2 separate regions of the Mus musculus genome follow, and region 2 is linked to region 1. Evidence: chromatin contacts called from public promoter capture Hi-C data. All regions are on one chromosome and are shown on one strand. Each heading gives the region's core, a stretch centred on a gene start, on an enhancer-like site or on the middle of the called end of the contact. The rest is flanking DNA. Distances are from core to core; before and after follow the strand shown. Region 1 has its middle 110 kb from the start of Gm31534. Region 2 holds the start of Evx2 (even-skipped homeobox 2).

The links. Promoter capture Hi-C pulls out the DNA fragments that hold promoters and counts their contacts.
Region 2: a promoter capture Hi-C map of trophoblast stem cells shows a contact between it and region 1, with 7 times the contacts expected there. The contact joins the promoter of Evx2 here to the enhancer-like site in region 1. A contact is called at or near these places in 13 of 39 promoter capture datasets (3T3-L1-derived adipocytes, the C10 cell line, the HPC-7 cell line and 9 more), 1 of 484 Hi-C or Micro-C datasets (cumulus cells), 13 of 115 datasets of contacts at active chromatin or transcription factors (bone marrow-derived macrophages, craniofacial prominence, embryonic basal ganglia and 9 more) and 3 of 9 other capture datasets (adipose tissue, embryonic stem cells and macrophages).

Annotation. Positions count from the first base shown.
Region 1 is chr2:74,094,594-74,102,361 of GRCm38.p6, reverse strand. No RefSeq gene overlaps it. Among named protein-coding and RNA genes, the nearest start is that of Gm31534, 110 kb to the left of the region's middle. Within about 2 kb of position 2,516, at least 17 of the 459 cell types and tissues checked have an H3K27ac peak or open chromatin away from gene starts, as enhancers often do. A contact at or near this core is called in trophoblast stem cells, where this site is marked.
Region 2 is chr2:74,657,699-74,665,556 of GRCm38.p6, reverse strand. It overlaps Evx2 (even-skipped homeobox 2), which reads left to right and starts at 6,000. Exons shown (of 3, transcript NM_007967.3): 1 at 6,000-6,564; 2 at 7,510-7,790. The coding sequence starts at 6,138. Gm31790 (a long non-coding RNA gene) reads right to left here and starts at 4,006. Exons shown (of 3, transcript XR_374674.2): 1 at 1,626-4,006; 2 at 531-732.

The DNA.
Region 1 (7,768 bases), core at 1,267-3,766:
TGGAAAAGCCTTTGTCTAGTCTATGTGGATGCTGATAAAGTGAGCAGAAAATGTCCACCATAGCCTTCTCCCTCTAGATGTTTACAGCCTGAAGACTGCTACCCTACAGACTAGCTAACCTGCCTCCTTAATCTAACTATATACCAGAAACCTCCCTGGTTCAGCCGTAAGCAATAATCCTGCCTCCAGTCCAACTATGTATAATAGACCCACTGAGTTTCCTGGGTGCTGTGGCTTCTCCATTGGAGAGCCTAGTCAGCTCAAATCCAGATCTTCTGTGTCTATGTTTGTCTTTTTTTTTCCATCCCTTCAGTTCCCCTATAAGAGCTGACCCTGGACCTGTGCAGGATGAAATAGACAAAAATATATCTCCTACTTTAGGAGGCATCCCCAGAGTAGGCTGGACCTGAAAGGTGTTCTTGTCTCTGATGGAGAATGGAGAATCACTGCAGGTATGTGTGAAGGTGGTTTAGAGGGATTCTATGTGAAAAATAAAAAGAAGTCCATGGGTTTCAAATATACTTACATATATATGTAAATCTTTAAGTGAGAACATTTGTAGATACAACTTTTTTTCCTTTTATGTTTCAGAGGTTTTTAAATTTTTTTATGTATTTATTTATTTTTTTATTAGATATTTTCTTTATTTACATTTCAAATGCTATCCTGAAAGTTCCCTATACCCTCCCCCCACCCTGCTCTCCTACTCACCCACTCCCACTTTTTGGCCCTGGCGTTCCCCTGTACTGGGGCATATAAAGTTTGCAAGACCAAGAGGCCTCTCTCCCCAATGATGGCCGACTAGGCCATCTTCTGCTACATATGCAGCTAGAGACATGAGATCCGGGGGTACTGGCTAGTTCATACTGTTGTTCCACCTATAGGGTTGCAGATCCCTTTAGCTCCTTGAATACTTTCTCTAGCTCCTCCATTGGGGGCCCTTTGTTCCATCCAATAGCTGACTGTGAGCATCCACTTCTGTGTTTGCTAGGCCCCGGCATAGTCTCACAAGAGATAGCTATATCAGGGTCCTTTCAGCAAAACCTTGCTGGCATATGCAATAGTGTCTGAGTTTGGTGGTTGATTATGGGATGGATCCCTGGGTGGGGTAGTCTCTGGACGGTCCTTTCGTCTTAGCTCCAAACTTTGTCTCTGTAACTCCTTCCATGGGTGTTTTGTTCCCTATGTAGATACAACCTTTAAAGCACCCTGATTCCCTTTCATTGTCCCATAGCCCTCATAAAAAGGCTTAGCTAACATGAAATTAATTCTTTTGAAATATCTTTTTAGGCCAATTTGCATTTGGAAGATTGGAGCATCAGGATTTGAAGGAAGTTGTATAAATTTGTCTGCACTGGTACTCACATGGAAGAATATGCTTATTGCTCTAATCTGGCACAAAAGAGAGTTACTCTGACTTAATAAATTGCTTCAACTGTGCTGAAGTACAAATGCCTCGTTATTCAATAATGTTTAGAAGAAACAAGAGACTTGTTAATATTTACATCCCTACTAAAGCCTGTCACTCAAGTAAGTGCGTTGTACTCACTAGCAAACATAATTATTCTTGAGATCTAGCTTGCTTTGGTTGTGTTTGGCCAGTGCCTCTGTGGGTGAGTATTGGAACCAATTAAAGCACATGGTAGTGAGAGATCCAGGCCTTGGCTGTGGGGGAACATCTGCCCTTCTGGAGTTGTATAATGATGAGAAGACACAACAAAAGAGAGAACACGGCTTCGGGATTTAAATGGACTGCCTTTGGCGTTTATTTGTAACTTGGATAAATATATGAGTCTTTACTGTATACATTAACAACACAATTAGGACTCTCTACTTTTGAGCCACCCTTATCCTCAACTCAATACTTGCCTTCTGTACTCTCTAAGTGTTCCAATGCCTTTACATCCCTTGCCTCCAAGTTCTTATCCCAATACCTAGAAGCCTGGGATGGAATCCTTGTTTTCTTAATCATTAGCACGCCACCCTTCAGTGTGTTCTTACTCTAAACTTCCCAGCATCCCACCCCTGAGCTCCCTCTCCCAGCAACAGCACCTGAAAGCCTCAGTCAGCCTTGATAGGAGTCCGGTTGAATACTATTGGTTTTACTATTCAAACTCTGTGGGTGAGTCAGCAGCTCAGGCACTAGGTGGCCTAAAGATCCTGGCCTCGAAAACATCTCATGGCCCTGAGTTAAGGCAAATATAGCCTTTAGCACAGTATAAACATAGCTCTGTCATGTGGCTCTTCTCTACATTGCCAGTGGTTAGTGGCTGGGGAAGAAGGGTGAAAACGGAATCACCCCAGTCTACAAAGTGGCTGGACATTTCCTGTTGAGTGTATCCTTGAGGCAGACATAGCAGTTAAGCTTAGAAGAAGAATCGAAGTATTCCTATTCTACTGAATAGGAAGTAGAAGCAACTGGACTGAGAGTTTGGCATGCTTATGACTCCGGGAGCCTCACAGGGTACTGTCAAGACATCCTCTTGGCCAGGCGGACAGATTGAATCATCGTATGGTGACTTGGCAAGAGCAAGAGGATGTCTCCAGCCTCAGTATAAAATCTGTGTTAGACAACGCCATTTATTCAGTGCCTTTGTCTGGGAGCTTACATATTCATTCATAGGACTGCTCTGAATAGAGGAAGTCTTTTAGTTTTACCTATGGCAGATCTTAGAGACGCCAGCCACTCACTTCATTTTCCTAGCTTTCCCCAGAAAATCTGGCCTTGTTCCAAAATTTCCATAGCTGTGGCATGGATTTAGATGCTGAGAGGACTTTCAATAGAGGAAAAAAAGGAAGAAAACCCCAGTGGAGTATCTAAAGATTGAAACCTAACCCAGGATTTTGAGTCCCTTCAAGTCTTTTATGACTACACAAGCTACCAGAAAAGAAGGTTATAACAAAAAGCTGGTGTTTATTTGCAATACACGCTCCCCTTTGACACCATGTGATGAACTTGCCTCAAGACTGAGCAGATTCTGTAAGTCCCCTCTTCCAGAGGAGAACATAACCACTTCCTGTTTTAGATTTCTTTTTAAGAATTGAGAACTTTAAGAGCATTAAAGGGAAGCATAGCAATTTTAATTTGCAATGTCTTTTGCTTCTGTCAGTTTAAATTAAGCCCATGATATCTGAGCACAATTTCCTATATTTAATAATACATAAAGCAAGATAATTAAAAGGTATGCACACATGCTGGGAGAGAACCGTTATTGAGCAGAGCACTGACTTTAATCTCCGCCTCTGTGGATGAAATGTGGGGAAACCAAACAGCTAAAAGCAAACACAAAGGACAATGGTGGGGACTGGCTCTTCCTTCTATGACTCACACTTCCTACTGACAGGGTATTTCTACTTGAAAATTCCTTAAAGTCAACTTCAAAAGCAGGCTACTCACTAAGCTCTCTAAACCTGCTGTGTTCCTCCCTTAGGAGCTGAAATAACCAGCAGCTCTAGCTCCTTCGCCCTGGAGTCTTCCTCAACTTCCCCTTCCCTCTTGAAACAACCACTGCCCATACAGTCACCCACATATGTGGATGCAAACACAGACACATCTTGCCAAAGCCCTAGTCCCATTGCTTCTACTTCCTATCCAGTGGAATGGGAATACTTCCTATTCTTCTTCCAAGCTTAACTGCTATGTCTGCCTCAAGGATTGCCCCTTCCAGTATGCTCGATAGAAGAATCCAGAGTGACCTTTTTAAACATACATACTTGTCTGTGCCATTCCCTGTCCTCAAACATCAGCAAATTTTTATAGGATGTAATTTACATACATCTTATCGCCCCCTCCCCGCTACTGACAAGCTCCTCCTCCTTCAGCACCAGACATTTATTATCCTCATGCCCTTGCATTTCGTAGATTAGTCATATTGAAATTCACTTGCTTCCTCCAACACACCACACTGGAATCCCTTCCCCAAGACTCCACTGCTCATTACTAACCTTATTTTAAATCCCAGCTAACCTGCCTCGTCACATCTGTGAGCCTTCCCCGTGTACTCACACTGCATGCTAAATGTACCTCATCAGAGGACCCACTTATTAATAGATTAATAGTGCTCATCTACTAATCTGTATTCCCTACTGGACCATTCACTCTGTGAGGGAAAGAAGGAAGGAAGGAAGGAAGAGAGAAAGAGAAAGAAAGGAATATATAAGTATGGGTGTGTCTCTGTAAGCCCTTAGGAAACAGAGCTCTATCTGCATATTCGGGAACAGGATTGCTTTAGAACAGAGGTGACCACACACACACACACACACAGGTAGCACAGCTAGCCCTCTCACTGTGCCACAGCTGTTGGATCTGGGAAAGACTGACCCAGATCCATCCACAAATGCTCACTCTGTCCTCCTGGAAGCAGGGGCTCACCTTGAAAGGCTTGTTGTCCCATACTAATCTCTAAGTTCCTCCAAGGCAGGTTTCATAGCTAATTCACCCTTACACTCTCACAGTATCTAATAAAATGCCCTCCACAAGCAAGACATTTAATACATATTTGATGAATGAATTAATGGATGGCTGAGAAGCCAGAATTAGGAGACCTTGTTTGTACCATAATTAAGAGATCCTCTGAGGTTTGTGGCTTGGGCTTCTTTAACATATACACTGTTGAAGAATTGGATTGTGCCCAAACCAACACATGTTAACAGTCACCTGAGTTCTCAAAATACTGGCATTGGGACGATCCCAATTGTTGGCAATGTACAATTTATTGATAGCAATAAAGAAAGATTAGTGGGTGTGGAAAGCCTTGACTTCTAAATTCTGCAATGATCCCTTCCTTATGCAGAATAGGCAAAATGCACAAATAGTCTCTCCTGATTTAGCGGAGTTCCCCGGGGCGACAGGAACTGTGGATCTGCGAAAAAATTTGGGGAATGTTGTAGAAGAAGCTAGAATCTATATGTTTAACTTAGCATTGCAGAACATTTTATTTTGAGCCAGTGTATAATTAGAGAGCCTGCCATGAAAATGAGCGGTTTTGTTTATTTATTATGTAAGTATGCCTTTTATTAAAACGACTTTGTGAAAATCTAATTGCCACTACAGTAATATAGCATAGCACTCCCTTACATAAATACATGATTATTATGTACAGTCACTTATCTGTGAACGAGTTCTGCTACTATTTTCCTTAATTAAGGATACAAAAGGGCTTCTTCATCTTTGCATATTCCCTTGCTAGGACATTGATACTCATTATTTCCTAAGTCCAAACACTGAAACTGTGTCAAGAATGCATCCATCACGAGATGGGTACTTATAGTCAGCGGAATTTTCAACCCTGTCAGCAATTTCAGCAATTTGCAATTTCTGTATCTCTGACATGTGTTTTTATTGGTGAAGATCACTCTCAAATACCAAGATCATGAGAATGATTCTTTGGGTAGTCTCTGCAGAAGCCTAATGTAATGACAGTAATTAACAGCCTGTGATTAGCAGCCACTCCAGAAAGTGTTTGAATGTTAATTTGCTTCAACTAATGTGCAGCACTTCTGTGTAATGAGATCTAAGCTATAGGTTCACAGGGAAAGCAAATTATTTTCCAGCATTTAATCATACAAATGATTCTTAGTTAATCACTTCAACAGTAAACCTCAATGTTCTAATAAGTGACATTTGTTTTTCTGTCATTCAGTTTACTATGGTATAGGCCAGGGCAAAGATACGACTTTCATAATGGTCAAACTCCCACTTGCCAGCACTGGCATTTCAAAATAAGGGCCCCCTCAGACTATGGCAGAATGGAGCTAGCATTATGCATGCAGAAAAGGGAAAGAGGTTTTGCATCTCTTCATGTCATATTTGGAGCTTTGTTTTCTTAGTGTATATGTTTGTAAAGGGGAATTAATAGCTCTTTTCCCTTTGACATGAGAGTCTTGAAGCCAGATATACAGCAAGAAATTAAGAACAGTTGCCCATTAACCAAACATTAATGAGCTAAAGTCTCTGGTGGCCTAAGTGTGGAAAAGAAAAACAAAATCATGAGAATGCGAACACAGTCACTAATGAACTGCCTTCTTAGAAGGTCCATGTCCTTCCTATGCTCGCCTGACACTCACTGCTCATGTCCTGAGGTAAAGCCATGGACAAATGAGGGTGGGACAGGTGAGACCTGCTCAGACCTGATAACAGATCAGTCACTTCAAAAGACAGTGTGTAAGCATCAAAGAATAAAAAAGAGGCTGTGGGGGCATGGTGAAACCCAAAAATATTTTCTATCTACTTACTGACTTCACATTTATATTGAAAGGTCAGACACTACATAAAGGACACCGAGTAACATTGTCATGCTGTGATCAGAAATATTACTCCCCAACAAGATCCATTATTGATCAATACTTTGTTTTCATATTTGGCACATAGTGTTGATGGCTGGAATGCAGACCAATTAAAAAAAATGGTCTTATGATTCTCCTTTAACCTTTAAGCTACGATTTCGAGTATTATTTTATATTAATTTACTTCAAGTAAACTTGTGACATTAGCCATTATCCTTGGATAGCATCATGTTGTTAACATGGTACATACTCCAAATGAGGAATTCCCTCCACCCAATGTGCCTGGGGGCATGTCTGTGAAGCATCTTCTTGATTGCTAATTGATGTAGGAGAGAGCCCGGCCCACTATGGGCGACACCATCCCGAGAGAGGCAGGCCTACACTGTCTAAGAAGGGTACCTAAGCATCAGCTTACAAGTAAGCCAGTGGGATGTGTTCCTCTATGGTCTTTGCTTCAGTTCCTGCCTCCAGGTTTCTGCCTTGCGCTCCTACTCTGGCTTTCTTCAGTGACGGGCTATAACCTATAAGCCAATAAAACCCTTTTCTTCCCAAGTTGCTTTTGGTTAGTGTTTTATCACAACAACAAAAAAAAACAAGCTAGGACAGATCTCTAGTGTTTCCCAGGCTAGTTTGAAGCTTTATTTCAGAGTTCATCTTTATTAATAACAGCACTAATTTGTAAAGTGGCTGAGTTATATGTAAGAACCATAATTGGATGCCCATTCCACTTTTGTTTACTTGCAACGCTAGGGGTAGAAGCCAGGGCTTCGTATGTGCTAGATAGGCACTATACTGCCGAGCCTCCTACCTAACCCAAGAAGCAATTAAAAGAACCCTTAACTGTGTATGTATTAGGTCCATCCTAATGATAGCATTTGGAAATAGTAACTGGAGATCAACACTAATCAGACCCACATTCACATGGACAAGCTGTGATCCTCTGTCTAAGAGCTATGGTTCCTGTAGCCAAGACAGGTGTTTACCCCTGAAGTATGAACCCAGGAGAGTCTTTTTTATGCTAATCTTCATAGTAGATAATCTAGCCCCATACTAGGATATCCATCTTCCCTTTTCTGTGTATTTTTACTATTATATTTTGTTAGTTTTTTTGAGAAATACATACAACATATTTTTATACCCTTTGCCTCCCTACTCCTCCTCTAACTACTTCTGGATACATCCACCACCTCCCAACTTCACTTCCTGTTTATTTTAAATGATCAGCCAAGTCCAATTTATGCTGCCCATATACTTCCTCTTGGATGTGATTCACCTACAAAGGGGCCACGCCCTAAGAGAAAATGGAATGCCCCTTCCCCCAAAGCCATCCAAAGCCATCAGCTGTGGATAGCTCCTCAGTTAAGGGTAGGGGCTTATGAGCCCCTGACCCCTCCATGCTAAAACATTGACTGGGTTAATCTTATGCAGGAACCACAGTTGGTATCAGTTCATATAGTCCTGTCATATCCAGAATACTGTTTAG
Region 2 (7,858 bases), core at 4,751-7,250, 560 kb before region 1:
TGACTTCAACAAAAATTAAGTTTAGATATGCAGAAGTAGGTTATACTAGAAAAAGGTCTCTGAAAGGGCCCACAGGTAGAACTCCAAATCCCAGGATCCCAGGGAAGTCACTGCTGTTGAGCCAGACTGCTGAGGCTGATTATGAGGTAAAATTAGGGTGTTGGTAGTTTACGGGGTGGGTAGGCAGGTATAGAGAGGATGCTGCAGTTAAATAAGAAGAAATGTTTTCGTTTAGCTTGGATATCTTGTGTCCAAACTGTATTCAAGCTGAAATTTAATTGTAATCTATTTTTTTCCTTCAATTTTTTTTTTTGAGACATAGATCCACTCTCTAGCCAAGGCTGTCCTCAAATTTTCAAAAGGGGTGGGATTACAGGCATGAACCTCTATGCCAGGCTTATAACCATTTTTTTTTCAGATGTCCAAGAGCACAGGGTGAGCCTTATATTTGTGTGGCAGCACATCACAATGAAATCTTAACAAAAGGATAAGCAAGAGTTTAGCAATGAAAATAATTTCCAAATACTTACCTATTGTTCTGTGAAAAAAAAAGCTACATTTCCTGATTTGGGTGAAAGGCCATGATGTCCTTTGCTGCCCCAATCCCCTTCCACGTCTCTCCATTTGCTTCTCTTTCTTCTTTCCTTCCTCAAGCGCCCCACTGAGTATTGAATCTGTGCTGGAGACAGACATAGCCTCTGTTCTTTCTTGTAGATCTCACAATTTGTACATCTGTTTGGGGATGGAAAAATGAATGGATACAGGCTATGACTTAGACTTATTGAAGTGTCCTGTTTACCAAGACAGCAATGAGCTCAATTAACAACACAATTGATGACGATTACAACCAGGATGGCAGGATCCTGCCAGAAAAGGGTTGTGGGAGATGCCTTTGAAAGTATTTACCTTGATGACCACAACCAGGAAATACAGAACACCCTTTTAATTAACTTTTGAGAAACCAATGATTCAGTAGAAAACGTCTCAGTTTAGAAGCAGGGTCTTAAGTTGAGAAGAACTGGCTGGTTTTTGTTCCTGACCATGTCTGTCTGCCAGCTCTGGAGCTAATTTTTCCTCTCCAGCTAATAATCAACTTCACTCAGGCTGAGAAAAAAAAAAACAGAGCAAACAAAATATGAAGCAAACCCCAAGAGAATCACAACATTTTGTGTATAAGGCAGGTTCTAGCAACAGCCAGATGTCCTGTGTTTGGGGCATTTTCTAAATCTAAAAGGTGGAATCCTTTTGGGTTTAGCAACAAAATTAGCCTATATTTAATGAAAATCTCAGGCAACAACAAACACCCCCCGCCCCTCTAAATACCAGGTGACTTAAAAAAAAAATCCTGAGTTTGCCTCCCACTGGGCAGCAGGGCCCTATTTGAGATGAAGAGACCACCTCCAACTGTGGACTGTAGGAAACAGGCAGGGTCTTCCCTTCCAGAGAAATGCTGAGCTTTTCTAGAGAGCTCTAGAAGGTAGGGCCAGGGCTTAAGGACCGAATAACTTCTTTCTTTCTTCCTAAATAGAAGCAAAGATTGCAATTTGCTATTTTGTCTGACATTTTGAAACAACTTTTCTAACTTGCTAAATGCTTATTCTATGAGTCAAATAGAAGCTTATTACCATTTCAAATAATTCACATTCTCCACGGGCAAGCCACATTATGCATAGCAGCGAAGCAAAGCGGGTGAAGGGTAGGAAAATGCCTAAAAATGTAGAAGGAGTTGAGAGACTGGCAAAGGATGCCAGTGGTATGCTCCGGATCCCTGAAAGGCGACCGCAGTTCCCCGCGCTTGGCGCTAGATGTCCCTGCAAGTTCTTGGGTCTGATCTGAGGGTACATTAAACTCCTGGCAGTTGGCAAATCTGATTAGCCTCGGGGTCCAGGAAGAAAGTAGCCACCAATTCCCTCACTTACAACCATTCTAGGGTAACTTGGAGTTGAAGGTGGAGGGGAGAAGGAAAACTAAATTAAATGAGCTGACCCAGGCGAGGCAGAAAGCTAGAGGCTTGCCTGAGGAGAAATGAGAGTAGGAAGCCTAGAAGACTGGCTTGGTTAGTCCAACCCTCACCCTCTCTTATAAATCGAAACCTGGTCCTGAAGACCACACTTAGCCTAAAGAAAACATGCCCTGCCCGCAGCTCAGACTCTGCAGGTGTTTACTGCCCGTTCACAACATCTGCACTCCCATAAGTTCTCCAGCGAGCTTGAGACTTACTTCGGGTTGAGAACGGGTGGCTGGCATCTTCCACCGGGAAGCCCAGAGCTGGGTGAGACCACCGCATCCCGTGGCCCTGTTGCTGCTCGACGGGGCTTTACTCTTGACCCATCCCTCTGCAAGTCTAGAACAAGTTTTAACCTGAAGTCACAGGTCAAATGTTCACTGTTTACAAGAAACAAATACTTAGTTTGGCAGTCTAACCCCACCCCAGGAGAAAGAAAGAAAGAAAGAAAGAAAGAAAGAAAGAAAGAAAGGAAGGAAGGAAGGAAGGAAGGAAGGAAGAAAGGAAGGAAGGAGAAAAAGAAAAGGAGGAAAAGAAAATGCCCTTGCTTTGTTTACATCATTCTTGCCAGCAAAACTGTTCTTTTTGGGTAATACAGAGAAATTTTTTCCTGTATGTCACCTCACTCCCAATCTTAAAAATTTGGCATGCCCTTCGCATAGGTGGAAGATGCCCTTTGAAGGCATGGGGTTTGGGTTAGATTTTTGTCTGAGTGTTCTTGTTCTTGGTGATGGTACTTTGAAGATATCAGAAACTGAAAACTGGGTCCATTTCTAATTTCATCCTCTCCTTTCTGGAAAGGATATGAAATGACTATTTTTTCAACAAATGTAACTCTCTCTCTCTCTCTCTCTCTCTCTCTCTCCTCCACTGGTGTAATGTTTTTGAGGTAGGCCTGCCTTTAAATAAGACAGGTAACATGAAGAAAAAAAAAAGCGGTTATGCAAAACTTTCAACCCCCCATGACATCCATTATTGGAGATAAGTATAAACCATGAACAATTACCAAAGCTCTCTGTGTAGGAGGTTTCCTTAAAGGGGCGGGGCAATTCCCCAGGGGTTCTCTGGTCTTCAGAAGGTAGATCTATGTAAAAAGCCACTTGTAATTGTATACTAAATGAGTTATACAAATTAGTCAATATTATTACTAGTAATAGGTAATGTTCTAAAGGAACATTAACTATTCAAATGGAATAGTCACTGTGAAATGCTATCCTCTGCTAAGGGCAGTGAAAAGTTATGGATGTTTTTCATTGAGGTAGTTTCCCTGACAAGATCACAAGTATATGTGGGGCAATAGACATCCTGGAAATGCAGTATCAGTGTTACTTAAAAGGTGCAAGGTAGTTTCAAAACCACTAATGAATGAAGGTGTCGCGGAGAAATGATTTTTTTTTCATTTTCAGTAGAGTGGAGTCGTACTTGGCCAGCTTTTGGAACCAGAGGCGGTGGGTCGTAGAAGAAGGTAAGAAATCTTCCTAGGCCACTGAGGTTTCTGCGACAGAAAAGCAGCTCACAGCTGCTGAAACCGCGAGGAAAACAGATGGGGGCGCCAAATGACAGCAATAAAGGCATCGGCGGATTTCCGCCCAGGCTGAGCGACCACTTGCTGCCAGGGTCTTGGCCCCCCATGGAGCCTAGCCTAGACCAAAGATTCTCTTCTAGTCCCTTGGGTAGAGAAGGATTAGGTAGCAGGATCCTCCCAGAGACACTGGGGCCCAGACTGCCTGGACCGGTGGAGCTGGGCGTCCTGGCTGAGAAGCAGTTGGGGGCGCCCGCAGAGCTGGACGTGTGATTAGCGAAGAGAGGTAGCCAAAATCCTGCTTGAGGACAATGCAAGTGCCAGGAACTGAATGACCACTAGGGTAGAATAGCCACTGGGACAGGGGCAAAGGTGGATGCTGGGTCAAATTCTCAAATGGAGGTCATCGCCCACCAGACAATTCTCCTAAGCCTGCGAGCCTATGCAATTTTCCACTTACAACTTTAAAGAGGTGGGATTGTTTTTTTTTTTTTTTTTTTTTTTTTTTTCCAGCAAGCTTGCCTGTAGAAATAAGTTGGCGCTAAGGGGAAGAGGTGAAAAACTTTTGGCATTGACTATATATGTATACACATGTATATAAATATATTTCACACCTCACCTCCCCTTACATTCTTGACGCGCCCCCAACGGGTCCAAGGTTAAAAAGAAAGCGCCAACAGACAGATGGGCAATTAGATCAGAGGTTTACCCCCTAACACACCCCAATATGCTGGGTGTGTCTCAAGGCGGGAAGGAGGGGGGCCCGGGTTAGGGTCTCAGTTAGTCCTGTGACCGGGATGCAAAACCAGCATCAAGACTGCCAGGCTCTCTAGGCTGCTTCGGAAGCTCACGCGCTAGACCACTGTGTCCTGTCCCTGTCTTCCGTGGACCTCGCCAGTGCGGACAAAGCTCTGCTTCTGGGGCAGCAGGCGGGCAAACTGGCACGACGCATCTGAGTCGGGCAGGGTGGGGCGCAAGCGCGGGAGGAGATGAGCGCATTTGAGTGAAGATTGATCTTCCTTAAAATGGTTGCCACCGGCGTCATTATGACTATCAAAGTTATCGCCAAGAGGCTCAGCCTCCAGCCTCAGGCGGGAAGGAGAAGAGGCAAGGCTGGTTGGAGACTCTCTGTGCCCCCAGTCAGCACCAGGAACACCGGGGGCCACAGGTAAGGGCCTAGGGTGGAGGAGGGGGAGGATGGAGAAGTGGAAGAAGAACAAAGTGGGAAAGGAAGGGAGGCAGCAGGAGATTCCATTCCCTCCACTTTGACCCCCAAAACCCAGTTACTTCACCACGAATTCCTCTATTTGAGAAGGGTGGGAGAAAGCCGGCAATTTTAAAAAGTGGGTTCTGTGATGGGGAGCTATGGTACGGTAAATCATGATTGTGTTTAAAGTTAGCTGTCAATTTCTACTATCAGATCCTCCAGTCTAGTTTATTTCCCCTAAGGGAGAATGCGAGGGTGAGAAGCTTATCCATCAGAGGATTATAAAACAAAAAATCTAAGGTCTTCGAGTTCAGAAGTTAGCCTGCAAGCAGTGGTAGAAAATAAGAGAAGATGTAATGATTTCCACTTGGAGGCACGGCACGGGTCCTGTGTACCTCCTCAGCCACGTAGCAAGAAAGCATTTTCAAAAGTCTACAAGATATATTCTCTCTCTCTCTCTCTCTCTCTCTCTCTCTCTCTCTCTCTCTCTCTCTCTGTGTGTGTGTGTGTGTTGGAGGGGAGAATCAAGACTGAGAGGAAAAAGTAAGGAGAGAGAAAGAACTCAGAATTCTATTTGTTAAATAAAATACTCATTATTAATATTTGGTTCTTAAAACAGAAAGATAAGTAATCCTGACAGGAGTGGGCGCGAGGTCTTCTTACGCAACTCTTCCTGTATCCTCCCCTTTACCCGCCCCCCTTACGCCCCCAGCTTGTAAATGTTAAGGCAAAACAAAACAAAACAAAACAAAACAAAAACTTCTCAAGAATCTACCCTGGAAAAATCAAAGCATTATCTATTATTTAACACGTATCTGTGTTCGTGGAGAAATGAGGAAGGCGCTGCATGATTAGGACCTAAGGGGCAACCCAGCAAACTGAGAGCGTAATGATGCCCCTAAATGAAGGGGGAAATGCGCCGCGGCGTGCTCTATTAATCAGACTGTCAATTTCACCCCCGAGGCCAAACCCCCGGGCGAGCAGAACTGGCTGGGAGCGGGCAAAGGACCGGAGCCTTCTTCCTCACTTCTCGTGTCTTCTCGTCTCCTACCTGGATCTATTTGTCTGCTCTGAAGTCGCCTTCATTACCCACTGACAGGAGCGTGTATTTATTTGCTTATAAACCTGTTACAATAAATGATTATTCGAACGGCGTCATTCGTACCTTAATGACGAGCGGGCGCTACTTTTTGATGAATGACATCTCCGACTCGGAAGGATGTATGGGTCATTTTGACCAGTCATTCCCTCGCTCTGGCATCCCACAATTTTTTCCGCCTCCCTCCAAAAGAGATAATAATATTTAGAGCCGCTTGCTGGGGCTGAATGAGAATCAGCCCTGGGCGCAGCCCATCATTAAGACGGGACAGCCAGGCCACTGTGACATTTTTTAGAAAGCTGAGATGATGGAAAGAATAAGAAAAGAGATGATTCTGATGGAAAGAGGGCTCCACAGCCCTACTGCTGGCAAGAGGTTCTCCAGTTTGTCCGATTCAGCTGGCGGTGCTGTGCTCGAGGCCCTGGAAAATTCGCAGCACCCGGCTCGCCTCAGTCCGCGCCTGCCGTCCGCCCCGCTGCACGGAGCTCTGGGAGACCTCCCCGCCAAAGGCAAATTCGAAATAGACACTTTGTTCAACCTGCAGCACCCGAGCAGCGAAAGCACCGTCTCCTCCGAAATTGCCTCCGCTACCGAGAGCCGCAAGAAGCCTAGTCATTATTCCGAAGCGGCCGCCGAGGCCGACATGAGCAGCGACGTGGAGGTGGGCTGCTCCGCACTGCGCTCCCCCAGCGGCCTGGGCGCTGCACCGCTCAAGGAAAACAATGCCAAAGGTAACCGGGTACCCGCAGACTCCAGCCTCATCCTCTGGGCTCTCTCGAGGGCCTGGCCAGCCCTTTCCACACCTTAGCGGGTCTCTGACTCTTAACTAAAGTGCTTCACAGAGCTGGCAGGGGCAGGGGAGGGATGCATACTAAAAACTGGTCCCTCTGGCTCTGTTCTTTGAGCATCCCAGCACAGCCCGGGCCTGTGGAGCCTAGGGAGCCAGGCCCAAGCGCCCAGGCTCCTGCCTGAATCGAAGCAAATGTTTCGCTTGCCGATCTAAGAGCTGGGGCGTAAGAGCTGGGGCGAGGCGACACAGCGCTGCTAGCCCGGGTGGCTTAGTTGCTTTTTGGGAAGGGTGCCCTGGACAGGAGCTCCGAACTCAGTTGCTTCTGGAGCCCCCAGGGCCGGGTAGAGGGGACACTCCTCTGGATAAGTCTGAGACAGAGAGTCTGGCCTCGCACCTCTGCTCAACCGCTTAAGTCAGCGGACAGAAAAGAGTTTGAAAAGTGGGCGCCTCCTTCCCTTTACTGGCTTGAGCTTGAGCTGCAAATGCTTTGAAAATCCTAAGATATTTTAACCCCAAAGGCTGTCAAAGAAAGATTGGAAGCCGCATAAAGAGCTGCCCTATGGTTCCTAGACTGTCAAACCCACAGCTTCTTAAACTGGTTCCAAGGTAGGCATTCTTCCCCAGCAAATTTTCCTACCGAGTGGTAATTTTCTAATTATTGGAAAAAGAACAACCTTTTCAAATTCTGTTTCTATTATTTGGTTAGGAAGGGCTCCCCAAACTTCATTGATTTCATTAACGGCAGCAATTTGTAAGCCTGACAGATCCCATCAATTTTGACAGCGACTTTCCTTCTCAAAGCCTCTTTTGCCACCAGCTAGCAACCCCAACTCAGGGTTCTCGGTCCCTACAACTACTCATGAGCTGTGAACTGTTTGTTTGCTAGGGTACACGGAGAGCGGCTCCGTCGCGGGCACCACGACGTCGGCTTCCGGCTCGGGCCTCGGTAGTCTGCATGGAGGCGGCGGCGGCGGCAATAGCGGGGCTGCGGCGTTGGGCGGCTCTGGCTCCGGTTCCGGCGCCGATCAGGTGCGGCGATACCGTACGGCATTCACCCGCGAACAGATCGCGCGCCTGGAGAAAGAGTTCTACAGGGAGAACTACGTGTCTCGGCCCCGCCGGTGCGAGCTGGCCGCTGCACTCAACCTGCCCGAAACCACCATCAAGGTATCTATTCCAGCGCATGCCCGCTCAGACCTCCCTCGGGGCGCTTGGGTTGATTTGTCTCACGCCCG